Regions from separate parts of the Zea mays genome. Here region 2 is linked to region 1. A link is a contact called in public Hi-C data. All regions are on one chromosome and are shown on one strand. The core of a region is the stretch at or near the end of the contact, and the rest is flanking DNA. Distances in the headings are between cores, read along the strand shown.

Region 1 (7,942 bases), core at 2,058-4,557:
ATAACTAAGCGAGCAAGCTGAGTCTTGAGGATGATAACAAGCAACGCATTCTCATTCTGCATTCTTATGATCAGTGTTTTTACTTGTGGCTTCGAAATTATTTTCTCTCTCGAAAATATATATGGCAAGAGCCTTGCCGGTGATTATTATACTGCTATTAAAGATGAATCCTTTTGTTATGGGGAGCGATATTGAGTGTCTCTCTCCAGCTGTGTAAGTAGCATGGATCTGAGATTGGGACAATAAACATTTAAATACGAAAGTGATTGGCCACTCTAGCTGTTCCTACCGTGAAGTCACAGTAATTGAGGCCAGCAACTCGGAAGAGTTTTCTCAGATGCGTCTAGTTCATTTGGAAGGAACAGTGCTCGTATTGGTCAGCGAAACGGCTTTCGCTGTCCGGGCAGCACTGAAAGTTTTGTAATGAAGCAAGGGGTAGAGGCATGCATATGGATGCAATGAAACAAGAGAAGGATCCTGTAAATATTTGCTTGTGTTGTGCAAGCAGTCGCAGTTTCCTTTTGGTGGCATTCTCGCTCGGAGTTGGTCATGCATGAGCTCGTGATAGCTAGGACTTCGTGACGGCACGCACGTTGGAGCCTTGTGCAGTGACCCTGTGACGGCCTTCACGGGCCCTGGCCACATGTCACGCACAGGCAGACCAGAGAAATTAAATAGAAAACCCTATACCATTTGATTTGTAAATGAGGACCAGTATACATAGTACTAATATATAATACTCTGTAAGTCATAGCAGTGAGGGACCAGGAACACATGCATGCAGTTGCTGAGACACTTTGTTTTTCTCTCCCGGCAACGTAAACAACAAATAATAATAATTAATAATTAATTGGGCCCCCCTGTCGCTTTAGCTGTGGAGAATGGCCGGGTGGCAGTAGGGCCCGTTGAGCCAGCCGTCGGTGATCTGCTTGTACGCGGCCTCGGTGAGGTGGATGCCGTCCCAGCTGAGGTGCGCCGCCGGGTTGGAGCACGCGGAGGCGCCCGGCATGCCGCACCGCGCGCTGTTCTGGTAGTTGTACTTGCCGCCTCCGGACCCGCAGCACGTCTGGAACGCCGTGCTGAACCCTGCAGCAGCGCACGAGGAGGAGCCGAGGAGGGCGCCAAAGAGGAAACCGAGTCAGTGTGAGGGAGACGGAGACGAGACCACATGCACACGGGACGAGCAGCAGCGCCGCGTCTCGTTCCCGCGCGTCAATTCAATGCTGCTCGTGCTCGGGCGCGCGTGGGCAACGTGCAGGAGCAGTGCCCCCTCAGTGCGAGATCCGGCACCTAAACAAATGCCGTCACGAGCGGGACAGACAGGCGAGGCCGTACCGGGACCCCGTCATTTTTTTTTCTATTCGCCGCCGCACGACACGCCCACGCTTGCGCAGCGCACGAGCAACGGGCATGTCGTCCCGCCTGATACCTCGCCGCCGCAGTGCAGCAGGCCCGCCTGATACCATGCCGCCGTGCACATGCATGCTGCGGGGCGCGCCCCTGCGATCGGTGCGTGCACGGGGTTTTACACACGTGACGTGACGGGACGGGATGGAACGGGATTCCTGTCCTATTATTCCTGCATAGGCTGGTGACTGACTGACTGCCAGGACCAGGACCAGGACGGCGCATTGAAGAGGCGCTGTGCCTGTGCGACGGGAGGACGCCGGATGCGCCAAGCGCGCGCTTTGTTTGAAAGCTGGCCTGGCTAGCCAGCCCACCCCCTGGGCTGGGCGCAGTCGTCACGGATGCTCGAGGTGCGTGCGTGACAACTTGCAGCGATCAGAGGGAGGCTCCCTAGCAGCCGCTTGGAGCTAAGCTAGCGTTTCGTCAGCACTCGACTCGACTCCTTATCCTTTCCGAGGCGCGTGCGTCGGCGGGGGCGGTCGCGAGGTCGTGGACGAAGACGAGGAGAGGAGCTAGGAGGAGAGCTGGGTGGGACAGCATAGTATACACGTACGTACGCACGTACCGTAGCTGCCTGGATTCTTGACCATGTCGTAGACGGCGGAGTAGAAGTCGGCGTACATGATGCGCGCCGACTTGTACTTGGCCTGGAGGCCGGAGATCTGGGCCTGCAGCTGGTTGTTGTGGTTGGTGGACAGGTCGTTGAACTTCCTGAGGCAGCCGAGGCTGTCGTAGTCGGCGCTGCTGGAGGTGCCGTAGAAGGTGAGGTAGATGGGGAAGCAGCCGATGGGGAGCACGCCGGGCACCACGATGTCGGTGGCGCCCATGGCCACCAGCTTCTCGACGCCGCTGGCGACGGCGGCCACGACCTGCGGCGTGTACGTGCTGGCCTGGTCCGCGCTGTAGTTGCCGAACAGCATGGCGTTGTAGTCGTTGCCGCCGAACTCGCCGAACACGAACAGGGAGTTGGCCAGGTAGCTCTTGCAGTCGGCCTGCTGCGCCTGCCCCCCGCCGCACACGGCGGACGCGACCTGCTGGAACCACTCCAGCTGGAAGCTGATGGGCCCGTTGTTCCAGATCTTGTCGGAGAGCCCCAGCGAGCGGAAGAAGGGCGCGTCCATGGCAGTCGCGCCGGTGATGGCCATGTTGGCGCCCTCCTTGAAGTCGGCCGTCGTCGACTTGGACGGCGGCAGGAACGGCAGCCCGAACTTGGAGCAGAGGAAGTCCGGGATCACGCGGCCGTCGCAGCAGCGGCACGTCGGCGTGCCGAAGTAGGTCTCGCCGTAGGGCGGCTGCGTGAAGGTGATCTGCGACGGCCTCCCGCTGGTGCAGAGGTTCCCCGTGTCGGTGATGGAGTCGCCGAAGTTGAAGATGGCATTGTACTTCTGCGCCGCCGCCACAGCCACAGCCGCGAGCGCCCACGCCAGCGCCACCAGAGCTGCCGCCATCCGCCGGCCGCTCCTCATATCTCGCCTCTGATCAGCCTACTCCGCTACGCAGAGCAGTCGAGTTGGAGTCCAGCAGTGCGCTTGAATGGAACTGGAACGAGACGGCTGGCCTGGAGCAGCCTTTTGTAGCCTCGCCAACAAAACGCTTGCGCTTGCGCTTGCGTCTCGCCGCCTGGAACAGCTAGAGTCGAGCAGTGCGTTCTGTGACTTCTGTCAACCTGGCTAACCACATGCATGCCATCATTTCATTTAGTAATAAACTAATACTCTATTATAACCGAATCAAACGAACGCGGCCGACCCGACACGGGTCGCGCGCCCGTTCCGGTGGTTACTTAGCCCCGGCACCGGCACCGGCACCGGCAGGAGCGCCGGCGAGGACGTGCGCTGTGTGGCCGGGCCTTTTCAGCAACCGCTTTGCGATCCACCGGCGACTTTCCATGTGGTTTTGCGTGGAGGGCGCCTTTCCGATGGGCAGTGATGGTCGGTTCCGAGCGAAGACGGCCAATCAGGCGGCAGCCCTGGGCGGAATGATGGCGAGAGACGGGAGCATTCCAGCCGGCTAATCAGCCGTCAGTCCCGTGCCCTGGAGGATTTGCTCTTGCAGTTTTGCTCGACTTGTGCTGTGACTGTGAGGTTACTTTCAGTTGCTGCTGCTGCTCTCTCTCAAAGCAGAGCGACTGGGCAGGGGTATGTCTAGAATTGGTAGCAGACGTGAGTAACCAGCACTCGTTTTATATCTATCATCTGGGAAAATACAGGTTGAATTTAAGGTTTATCTTCTATGAATCTTTACAAGCTCAATGTTAAAAACAAGAATTCAAACTTGTATAGCAGATTCTATATCCTATTTATTCGAAATAAAAAAGAAAAACGATCAAAAAAACTGATTACCGAATAAATACTGTTTTCGACCGTTTTCATTCCTACTATTTGTCTCTAGGCCTTTCTATATATCTGTTTGCTTATCCAAATTAGCCAATGGAATGGTTGGAGTTTATATGCAAGCCCATTTATCTTGCAATAAAATTCAAAATAAACCTTAAAAATACATTATTACTTAGTGTCATGGTGGAAAATATAGTACCACATAGATACTAGAGGAAGTTATCTTAAGCCCATTCATTTATAAATTAGGGGGACATACTTCTACACAAGATGAAAAGAGACCTCTGTTTCTCGGACCTCAGACTCCCTCCAACCCTAGCGCTGGTGTGACAACTATGCATAGAGAGAGCAGTGTCTATGAAACCTTGCTCCGCTGAATAACCTACACGAGTTAGAGCAAAAGTTTTTGGGTAATGATCATGTGACTTCTAACTGAGTTGATCTGCACTGTGATGTTCTACGGCCTTCATGAAGCCTTTAGCCTCAATCTTATCGTCAAATACGGTGAAGTGATCCCCCACTATAAGAAATGGTGAGTTTTCCTCTCGCGTTTGATGTAGATTTAAACTGCTATAGAGATACGATGATTTTTTATCATGCGTGTTGTAACCGTAGTTTATTTACCAGTTGCTTTAGGAATTAACTTAACCTTTAAAGTGCGTGGTTGCCAAACATTTCAAAAAACTCAATTGATACTTTAGATCTTTAAGATGTGTAATAACTTTTCTAATACAATGACACGTGAGAAGTTTGGTGGACCAAACTTTAAGAGATGGTCCATATAACTTAATTTGTGGCTCGCTGCTACGGACGTGTATTGAGTTGTGAAGCCTTATGAAGGTCCTTTAACCGTTAAGAAACAGACGGAGTTTGACAAGGATAATATGATAACAGTAGGGTGCATCTTGAGTATGTCTAAAAAGCTCTATGATGTGTACATGAGTATAAAGAGCGTAAAAGAGCTCATGTAGGCTGTCAAACATAAGTACAATGCCTCTAATGTTTTACATGAGTTATATGTCACTGAACGTTATTATGACTATAATATGGTTGGCAATCACTCTGTGGTTGAGCAATCTCATGAGATATAACACATTGTTGGTGAGCTCCAACTAATTAGAGTGTATCTTGCTGGATCCATTTGTGATGGGGAGCATAATGGCAAATTACCTTCAACTTGGAGGGATTTCACAAAGGCTCTAAAACACATAAGGGAAAACATATATGTTTAGAATTTCTTAGCCTCTCTTACTATTGAAGAAAAGGATTGGGCAAAGGATGGTGCATCAAAGGTGACAACTCTCTTGTGGGTTTTGGTGGTTTGGATGACAACCCAATTAAAGGACTAGCATGTGTGTTAAGAGTTGGACATGTGCTTAGTGTAAAAGCTTGTAAAGTTCAACACAAGTGTTCTATGGTGATGGTCCAAAGGTTGAGTTGATTATGGTTGTGGACATCACAAGTGAAGGAGAACATTGCTTATGTGAAACTTGGTGTGCATATCTTGGAGACAACTGGTTAAGCCAAGGATGGAGGCAAGAAGAGCTTCGAGGTATCGAGTGCACGGGAGAAGGTCATGGAGGCTGAGGAACCCAAAGCCAGGGGTGAAGAAGAAGACTTGCGAAGTCAAGGTTGATCGAGTTGAGAAGAGATATGGTGCATCAAGGATCACGACTAAAGAACATGACTTACAACTAATGAGGTAACATCTATTGTTATCTGGTGTAAGTCATAAGGCTCAGGATCAAGCTCAAGACATAGAGCAAGGTCACTAGAAGGAGTAGTGTCAAAGTCAGAACCTAGAAGCAACCCAAAAGAGCTAAGTTTACTTTAACCCTGAGTTTGGGTTGTTCTTGTGTTTGGATATGTTCTATGTGACCTATGCAGGGTGTTGGAGCTCATAGTTTGCAATCTAGATCAAGTCATGAAGACGGAGTTTTGGAGTCCAACATCGACTTTGAAAGGGAATTAGGCTTACACCTATTTCCTAATTGATTTTGGTGGTTGAATTGCCCAACACAAATAATTGGACTAACTAGTTTGCTCTAGTCTATAAGTTCTACAGGTGCCAAAGATTCACAATAAGCCAATAAAAAGACCAAGAGAAGAGTTCAAACAAGAGAGCAAAAGACAACCCGAAAGGCACCCTGGTCTGGCGCACCGGACTGTCCGGTGTGCCACCGGACAATGTCCGGTGCACCAGGGCACTTCAGCTCGAACTCTTCATCTTCGGGAAAATCAGAGGGCGCTCCGCTATAATTCACCAGACTGTCCGGTGAGTCACCGGACTGTCCGGTGTGCCAGCGGAGCAACGACTACTTCGCGCGCAACGGTCGACTGCAACCGCATTCAATGCGCTACAGTGCGCGCAGAAGTCAGAGCACGCGCGGGTGGCGCACCGGACAGTCTACAGGACCTGTCCGGTGCACCACCGGACAGCCCAGTGGCCCCCCCAAGTCAGAGCTTCAACGGTCGAACCCCAACGGTCTGCTGACGTGGCTGGCGCACCAAACAGTGTCCGGTGGCGCACCGGACTGTCCGGTGCGCCATGCGACTGCAGCCTTCCAATGGCCATTTTTGGTGGTTGGGGTTATAAATACCCCAACCACCCCACATTCAATGGCATCCAAGTTTTCCGCTCTTCTACACCTTACAAGAGCTAGCATTCAATACAAGACACACCAAAGAGATCAAATCCTCTCCCAACTCCACACAAAGCTTTAGTGATTAGAGAGAGTGATTTGTTGTGTTCATTTGAGCTCTTGCACTTGGATTGCTTCTTTTCTTTCTCCATTCTTGTGATCAAACTCAATTGTAACCAAGTCAAGAGACACCAATTGTGTGGTGATCCTTGCGGGAACTTCGTGTTCCGTTTGATTGAGAAGAGAAGCTCACTCGGTCTAAGTGACCGTTTGAGAGAGGGAAAGGGTTGAAAGAGACCCGGTCTTCGTGACCACCTCAACGGGGAGTAGGTTTGCAAGAACCGAACCTCGGTAAAACAAATCATCGTGTCTCGCTCTTTATTCGCTCACGATTTGTTTTGCGCCCTCTCTCTCGGACTCGTTTGTATTTCTAACGCTAACCCAGCTTGTAGTTGTGATTAAGTTTGTAAATTTCAGATTCGCCCTATTCACCCCCCTCTAGGCGACTTTCAATTGGTATCAGAGCCGGTGCTTCATTAGAGCCTAACCGCTCGAAGTGATGTCGGGAGATCACGCCAAGAAAGAGATGGGGGCCGGCGAGAAGCCCATTACAAGCCACGGGAAGGCTCCATCGTGAGAGTCCTACAACAAAGGGAAGGGGAAGGAGAAGGAGAAGGAATCCCCTTCACACAAGTCGCGTCGGAGTGGTGACAAGAAGAAGAAGATGAGGAAGGTGGTCTACTACGAAACCGACTCCTCGTCACCATCCACCTCCGGCTCCGACACGCCGTCCGCAACTTCTAAGCGCCATGAGCGCAAGAAGTTTAGTAAGATCCCCCTACGCTACCCTCGCATTCCTAAACATACGCCATTACTTTCTGTCCCATTGGACAAACCACCAACGTTTGATGGTGAAGATTATGCTAGGTGGAGTGATATGATGCGATATCACCTAACCTCACTCCACAAAAGTATATGGGATGTTGTTGAGTTTGGTGTATAGGTACCATCCGTAGGGGATGAAGACTGATGAGGACGAAGTAGCCCAAATTGTGCACTTCAACTCCCAAGCCACCACTATACTCCTCGCCTCTCTAAGTCGAGAGGAGTATAATAAGGTGCAAGGGTTGAAGAGCGCAAAGGAGATTTGGGATGTGCTAAAGACCGCGCATGAAGGAGACGAGGTGACCAAGATCACCAAGCGGGAGACGATCGAGCGGGAGCTCGGTCGCTTCCGACTTCGCCAAGGGGAGGAGCCACAAGACATGTACAACCGGCTTAAAACCTTGGTGAACCAAGTGCGCAACCTCGGGAGCAAAAAATGGGATGACCACGAAGTGGTTAAGGTTATCCTTAGATCACTTGTTTTCCTTAACCCTACTCAAGTTCAATTAATTCGTGGTAATCCTAGATATACACTAATGACTCCCGAGGAAGTGATAGGAAATTTTGTGAGCTTTGAATTGATAATCAAAGACTCAAAGAAAATCAACGAGCTAGATGGCCCCTCCACGCCCGAAGCACAACCGGTTGCATTCAAGGCAACGGAGGAGAAGA
Region 2 (7,942 bases), core at 1,793-4,292, 860 kb after region 1:
TCTGCTTCAGTGATATAAATTCCACTCATGCAATCTCGCTTCTCAACAACTTCCAAGTTTTAACCACCATTAGTTTGAGATTTTCTGGTCTATCTTTTGAATAGGAAGCCTGGCCAAATAATATCCAAATTATTCAGATGAGTTCAACTAAATTCTTATGCTATCTCTATAAACTATTTAGTAGTGCCTTCGCTTACAAGTTGTCTTATGCAGGACTTTTGTTGACAACTTATACCTTGTTCCTGCTCTTTTGTTGCTCATCGGAGACAACTAGGTGCTTGGTATACATCCTCATAAGGTGCATCTTCGGTTTGTCAATCCACTTCTACCCTCCAACAAAATTTTCCTGATCTCAACTAAGTTATGTATACACTTGTTATCCTTAATGTATAATATTCACATTATTTAGATTTATGGTGTCCTTAGCACGACTTCCGAGTTTAGGATAAGAAATAAAGATTATATTTTTTGCTCTCACTCGTTATTCCGTTCTTTTTGGTATTAGTTTAGTTCTATATTAGTTCTTGCCAAAGAATTTGTTAGCTTGAGATCAATAATATATATGATGTTCGTTTTTATATAATCGTTGTGTACTAACATTTTGTTGGATATTTTGCATGTCGTTGCAATGCACGGGCACCCAACTAATACATTAGAATATATGACTACTTTCACTACATCATCACTGTCTTATTTTGTTGTGCTGCATGTCTAATAACAATAATGATTTATAATTCTCTATTTAAACATTATGTTAATTGAATTGTCTAGCTTACTCGTCCTTAGTCTAGAGCAGCATGGGAGGGCTCGAGCCGTCGAATTAAGGGCGAGGGTGGTGCTAGCTAGAGCTGGTGGCGAGCGGCTCAAGTGGGCTGGTGGCACTAGAGCGCATGGTGGGCCGGCGTAGATGACAACTCGAGAAGAAAAGGAAATGAAGAGATGTGTGACCCAAAAAGACGAATTATATGCATCCATTTTACTCAATCACCTCAATTATTAGATAAAAAGTACTCTCCCATTTTAATTTATAATTTATTTGACTTTCTTATCTTAAATTTGATCGATTCGTCTTATTAAAAATTTTATAATTATTTAAGTTTTACAGTTATATTGTTTAACATATAATATACTTTAAATATAGATTTGAATTTCTCTTGTTTTCGTAAGAATTTTGAATAAGACGAGTAGGTCAAATTTATTGAAAAGACAAACGAATTATAAATTAAGACATGTATTCTATTTCTTGGACCAAATGCTAGTCGGGATGACCTTGTCCTGGAAAAACCATGAAACTATCTATCTCAACTCGCCTTCGGCCTTTGATTTTTACCTCCTAAATTTTAGAGACTTTTAGTCCCCAAATTATTAAACAGGATGGCTGAAGTAAACCTTTTAACTTTAAGTCCTTTAGTTATCAAAGCTATATATAGCAGCTTACTCATTCACATCAATTATTTCATATTTATTCTATAAACAATACTGTCTACAACGTTTTGCACGGCCAGTCTATAGGCTAAGGGGTAATTAAAGATGGCTAAACTTTATTTTTACAGAATCTGCCTAGTGCAGAAAACATGCTAGAACTAAACCATCTATATTAATTAGGGGCAATATTGTCTTTATATATAATAATTAATAGGCTTTACTCATTTTTAGTCTCTAGAACTAAATAGGATTTTGTTTTTTCCCTAAAGTTTAGAAGAGTGGCCTTCAAACAAACAGACGTGTATAAGGGCATGTATAACCCTATTTATATAGGGCATGTTTGATTTGTTTAGTCCATAGACTAAAGTTTAATTGGGGTACTATAGTTTAGTCTCTATCATGTTTGGTTCCAGGTACTATAAATATTTATAACACATTAAATGACTCATAAAAAGACCAAAATGTCACTTAACATTCTCTCGCCATTAATGCACCTAAAATAAACGAGGGCAAAAGATGAAATTAATATGGTTTAGTTCCTTTTAGTCACTCTTTGAGGGACTAGTGACTAAATCAGTTTAGACCCTGTTTTAATCCCACCATTTTGGTAATTTAGGAACTAAATGATACTAAACGGATAATGTTTAGTCTCTCAAACCAAACAGGGCCATAATCCTCTGGAGGGTTAAATGAAAAAAATATAAGAGATGAGCTTGCCCTCGAAGAGTCTGTTTCTACATGACACTTACATATATTGTCTTTTAGCTGTATTTGTGATCTAAATATCCACAATTATATTATGAAGTATCTCTTGTATTTGAAAAAAAACCAGATCTTTTGAGCTATACATGCCCTAAAACAATGAAAAAATTTGCAAAATCAATCGTTGGTTGGCTGGTTGGTTTGCGCAACTCGGACTGATGGTGACTCCCGAATCCGATAGAGGGTTGAGGCCGGTAGCGTGAAACCGACCAAAAACTATGGGTGTTTAAGGATTCATCCTGTGCGTGGAAAACGAATATTTGCATCCAAAGTGAAAAACGAAGCGTGGGAGAGTAATTAGTCATGTACGGGACCATCTAGATCAAGAGTATGCTAGTTCAAAATGAGGTTCAAATACTTCAACACCAAATATTTACATCTAAAGTGAAAAACCCTTAAACATTAAGAATTTGAAGACTGGAGGGCGCGGAATGGGATATTCCGTCTGTTGTCGAATTCGATCTGTTTAAAAGAATTGAGATCTAATTTATATTCGAGTTTATGTACTCAATATCCCATCTATATACAATTATCCGTATCTGTATTTCCAAAGTTAGATTTTTAAAATATTGATATACATTAAATCTTATCTGACAACTTAATAATATCTGTATCTGATCTAAATCTTAAGAAAAAAATGTGAAAATAAATAATATCGCTCCGTATCGGACCCCATTACACACTAAAAAAACCATCCCACTGCGCCGTGGCGGCTGGCCTTTCCGCTGCGCTTTCCCAATTCCCACCACCGCTGCTGCCAGTCTGCCACAGCCCACAGCCAAGCGCCAACCCCCACTACGCCCGCCTCGGGCGTGCCGGCCCGAGCGACTGGGACTAGCGCTCAAGCGCTGGGCAGCTGGGCGTGCGAGCGAATAAACAACGCCGCCACGAGAAGAGAGGAGAGCAGAGGGCAGTGGGGAGCTCGGAGACCGAGGGAGGCGAGGAAAGCGGCGGGTGCCGGGCCGCCCGCGCCGGTGCCGAGGTCCTCGAGTCGACCCCTTACGTCTGTCCCCCGCTTGCCGCCACCCGCTCGTGGTCCTTCCATTTCCGTTTCCTCCCCCGCATCCCTTTTTAATGCTCGTCGTCCTCCATTCTGTCGCCGCTGTGTTCGTGTCTCTCCTCGCTCCCCGATCGCTGCCCCTGGGCGCCGCGTTCGCCGCCGGATCTGGGGGCGGGACGGTGCCCCAGACGAACCGATGGCGCGGGCGGCGCTTCGATTGGGCGTGCGCGCGCTCGCGCTCCTCGTCTTCGTATCAGGTGCGCCCTCCCCCTCTTCCTTGGCTCTCGCATGTCTCCTCGGCAGTCGGCACGTCCGAACTCTGTTCTGCGGCTGCGTTCGCCGTTTTGATCGAGCGATTCATTCGCTGGGACTGTTTCGGCGGGGTGCGCTCGTTGAGCTGGGAAACACACCTGCCTCGGATTTTGCGCTGTTTTTCGACTAATCACTCGTCCGTTCGGGTGGTGTGGTGCAGTGGCTCTGCTTCCACTTGTCAGTTCCGACGATGGGTACAGACACTGCGAGGGTGTCGTCAGGGGCTGGGCGGATGCCTCGTCTGGGCGCGTGAAGGACGGGGACAAACTGAGCCTCAAGGATTTGCTCTTCTTCCTCCACATTCCTAGGACTGGAGGCCGCACCTACTTTCACTGGTACATTCGCTGGACTGGACATCACTTTGATCCACAGTAATCTACATCCCGCTCATGTTTCATGCCTTGGCAGCTTCCTCAAAAAGCTGTATACGAACGCGCAGGAATGCCCGCGTTCTTACGACAAACTACGGTTCGATCCAAGGTGAGCAAAGTTAGCTCTCTACTTTGCTCAACTGCATCACCATGCCATTTGGGCAATTCGACAAACCATATCTGTTTTATGAGCACCACATCAGAGTTCTTAATCATAGCACTGTTCCCGTGAACTGTCTGAATCAGTTAAAAGAAATGTGTGTCTTCTTCAAATTCTGGGTGCCATCTGCCCTGCTGTTTTTAATTAATTAATTAATTTTGTGGCCTTTATGAAAAATGTTCTTTGGAAATACTCCCTCTAGGAAAATTATCTTCTATTTTACAAATTTGGATCATGAACCAAATAATTTCAATGAGATATATGGTTTACTGCATTTCTGTCTAGTGAAATAATGTTCTTCGTGCTTATCTGACCAGGAATGTGGAAGTTGTTAACATTGATGGTACCCATTATGCTAATTACGGCAATTCTTGTACATGCATAGCAACTAGATCTTGTAATATTAACTGACGTTTTACATGGATGTTGTGACATGTCTATGGGTCATGCCAACAGATATGTAGGTAGTGAATGAACACTTTTTAATTGTTATTCCTTGTGAAGTAACTGTCAGTGTTTGTCCCATGAGTTCAGTTCCAATTTTTTTCTTAAGATAATTTGCTTACAATTTCTATTTGCATTTTGTATTCTTATCAGCCATCCTGATTGCAAGCTGGTTGTTAGTCATGATGACTATAGCTTAACTTCCAAGCTGCCAAGGGAGAGAACTTCTGTTGTAACGATACTAAGAAACCCAGTTGATCGTGTATTTAGCACATATGAGTTCTCAGTTGAAGTTGCAGCTAGATTCCTTGTGCATCCAAACTTAACTTCTGCAAAGTTAATGACTACCCGTGTGTTAACAAAGTCTCGTGCTGTCAGTACTTTGGACATCTGGCCTTGGAAGTACTTGGTTCCATGGATGAGGGAAGATCTGTTTGCAAGGGTATGCCTATCCACTTCAGTTCACCATTTGGTTTAGATTTGTACTTTATAGAATTATAATGGCAGAAAATACTCAATAACATATGGTGGATATGATTGTGGACTCAAAGTGCTGCTATTCAAATGCAACAATTTTGACAAAATGCTGTCATGATACTTTATTTTCTAAAACAGGGACCTTATATTTTTGTGACCTAGTGCTTTATATTAAACATTTAATTGGATCTTTGATATATCTGTATCTGGCATCAACCAAACCAAACACCAATTAGACAAATCAGTTGATCCACTGCAGATTTTCCTTAAATTGGTAAAAAGCTCTTATATTACAGTACCCCTACCATCCATTTAACAACCAAGAGCATAGATTCTAAAATATCTTGGAACTTATGAACTTAATTACAATTATGATTCTTCCATTACTTGTATTAGAATGTTCCTTCAATAACTATACTGTAACTTTTCAGAGAGATGCCAGGGGTGTTTACAAAGTTCATAGTAGTAAGAAGGTTAATGCATATGATGTGGACGATATGGTTATGCCATTACATCGGTACATCAATGATCCAGTTGCCCATGAAATCATTCATAATGGGGCTACCTTTCAGGTACAGATTTTGTATATGTCAACTTCTGCTGTACTATTCATGTATAATTTTATTTGTTTACTCTCTGTTCTACCTGTGTATTGGGAACTGCAAATTGTTCATCCATCCATTTTCTCTGGCCTTCCTTGACATTAATATTTTACATTCTAACAAATTATGCAATAATATTTGCTGCAGTATTGATTTGTGATTTCCATCCACTTTGTCTTTTTCCGTATTTTGATTGTTTTCTAAAGATGATAATTTGCATTTTAGATTTGTGCTGAAATATATATCTTGCCAGTATTTTTCATGAAATTTGTGATCATTCTCTACTTGAAGAACCTGGATAGCTCATGTGATACAGATGGACAATCGAAAACAGATGCATGCATGCTTACGATGACTTTTTTTACTGATATGACATACCCACCACTAGGGCTAGACAAAATATTCATGGCTCGTGAGCTCGCTCGACTCGTGATCAACTCGGATCGACTCGTTTCAATTTTGTCACGAGCTGAGCTAGCATCTCAACTCGGTTCGTTAACGAGCCAGCTCGTTAGCTCGAATAAGCTAGCATTTATCAGTAAAACAAAGCCTACACTTATATGAATGAACTAATACGTGATGAACTGTATTAGTTTAGTGTTTAATTGATGTGATATATGAAATTATGAATATTATTACTCTTTTCTACTGTTAAATTAGTATAAAACTAACTAGCAATTGATTATATTGTTGTTTATATACATGCATATTATTTTTTGTTGTGTCTCGCGAGCTAAATGAGCCAGCTGGAGCTCGTAAACGAGCCGAGCTAATTATCTAGCTCGATTCCTTAATGATCCGAGCCGAGCCGAGCTGAACTGGCTCGATATCCAGCCCTACCCACCACAGTTAAACATCTACTTCATCACTATGTGCTCTCAAACAATTACAAGTTGCAGTAGTTCTATTGCATGCATGTTCATTTTCCTACATAACCTTTATGAGAATAATTGGGATAAAAACCTTTGCTGAAAGATTCAGCAGAGTAATAGTTCTTTTTTCATACCAATTTCCCAGCACATATTGTCCTGTCAAACTGATCAATTTATATGTGCACTGTTCAGTAATTTTGTCGCAAATCTGTACCAGTACTGTGTTATGTCTCATGCGTATTTATATGTTATACTGTTATATCTTCTCGCACAAATGGAACTTTAGTAAACATCTGCCTGCCAGTGATTTTCCCAGGCAGCTTTAACGATCTGGTTTGCTAATTTTTTTGTGTACTCATGTTACCTTGGCAGATTACTGGGTTAACGAACAACTCATATTTTGATGGAGCACATGAGGTTCGACATTGTGTCAGGAAGCATCCAGATCTTGGTCGTATTGTGCTTGAAGTTGCTAAGGTATATACCAGAGATGAATGTCATGAAGGATTGTTTTCTTTCTTCATTCCAATCGCCAAATCATTCATTAGTTAGATTCTCTTGCATGCAAAACATCACTGTGTTGACTATACTTTCATGCAGATGGAACTTAAGCAGTAGGTAAATGAATTATCACAATAGCATTTACTAAAAACAGATATATCCATTCAGTATACAAAGGCCGGTCTGGAGCTTTGTATATACTTCCCTCCCAAAAGTAATGTCATCATATTTTATTACAGAATAGGCTGGACCAGATGCTATATGTAGGACTTACGGAGGATCATGAAGAATCAGCGAGGTTGTTTGCTCATATGGTAGGAGCACAGGTGCTTTCACAATCTGGGACATTGACTTTAGATCTCAAGGAAGATCTGCCCATTGAGACTGGTAATACACATAGCAATCTGGTGGCCCTAACTTTTTATTGTCTTCGCTAGTTGTATTTACATTATTTTAGACTAATGGGTAACAACTCAACTTTATGTTTTATTGAAACTGAAAGATAGTACTGCAAGGTTTTGATAAGACATAGGTTTTGATGAGACATTCCCTAACAAATTAGCAATGCGTCGCTGCAATTGTTGAAACCCAAGCACAGATTCATCTCATATATCAATGCAGACGCATGGTATGTGTATCCCTGATCAAAATGAATGTGAGTTTGAACCTGCATAACATCCAGCTGAGTTCAAACTAGTGGAACGAAGTTGCTCATCAACCATTAAATGCATAAGCAACACTCTAATCGTGGCTGGTGTAGCAGTTGAAGTACCAATCTGTGGTTTTGTGCATGTTTTGCTGCACATTGAAAACATTAGGGCAAGTCTGAAAAAAAGATGACTTGAAGAAATAACTTGACATTAGGCCAGGAAGGCGATATGTATGGAAAATAACTTGAAGAAATAATTACACAAAGAAATCTTATGCTTATTCGGGGTATATGGTTCTCTATATTCTTTTGATACAGTTTTGACAACTCAAAGCTGATAAATGAGGACCTAATCTCTACTGTTCAC

What was found. A called contact is a pair of places that touch in the nucleus more often than the background predicts.
Region 2: a contact with region 1 is called in a Hi-C map of endosperm, with 5 times the contacts expected there. The contact joins the promoter of LOC100280275 here to the promoter of LOC100382365 in region 1. A contact is called at or near these places in 4 of 25 Hi-C or Micro-C datasets (bundle sheath, ear, endosperm and 1 more) and 1 of 3 datasets of contacts at active chromatin or transcription factors (leaf).

The regions. Positions count from the first base shown.
Region 1 is chr6:85,103,259-85,111,200 of Zm-B73-REFERENCE-NAM-5.0, forward strand. It overlaps LOC100382365 (GDSL esterase/lipase), which reads right to left and starts at 3,308. Exons shown (of 2, transcript NM_001175110.1): 1 at 1,973-3,308; 2 at 677-1,086. The coding sequence starts at 2,873. The coding sequence ends at 869.
Region 2 is chr6:85,960,369-85,968,310 of Zm-B73-REFERENCE-NAM-5.0, forward strand. LOC100280275 (Protein-tyrosine sulfotransferase) reads left to right here and starts at 3,043. Exons shown (of 12, transcript NM_001165575.2): 1 at 3,043-3,444; 2 at 3,660-3,834; 3 at 3,908-3,979; 4 at 4,628-4,916; 5 at 5,383-5,523; 6 at 6,798-6,902; 7 at 7,166-7,313. The coding sequence starts at 3,384.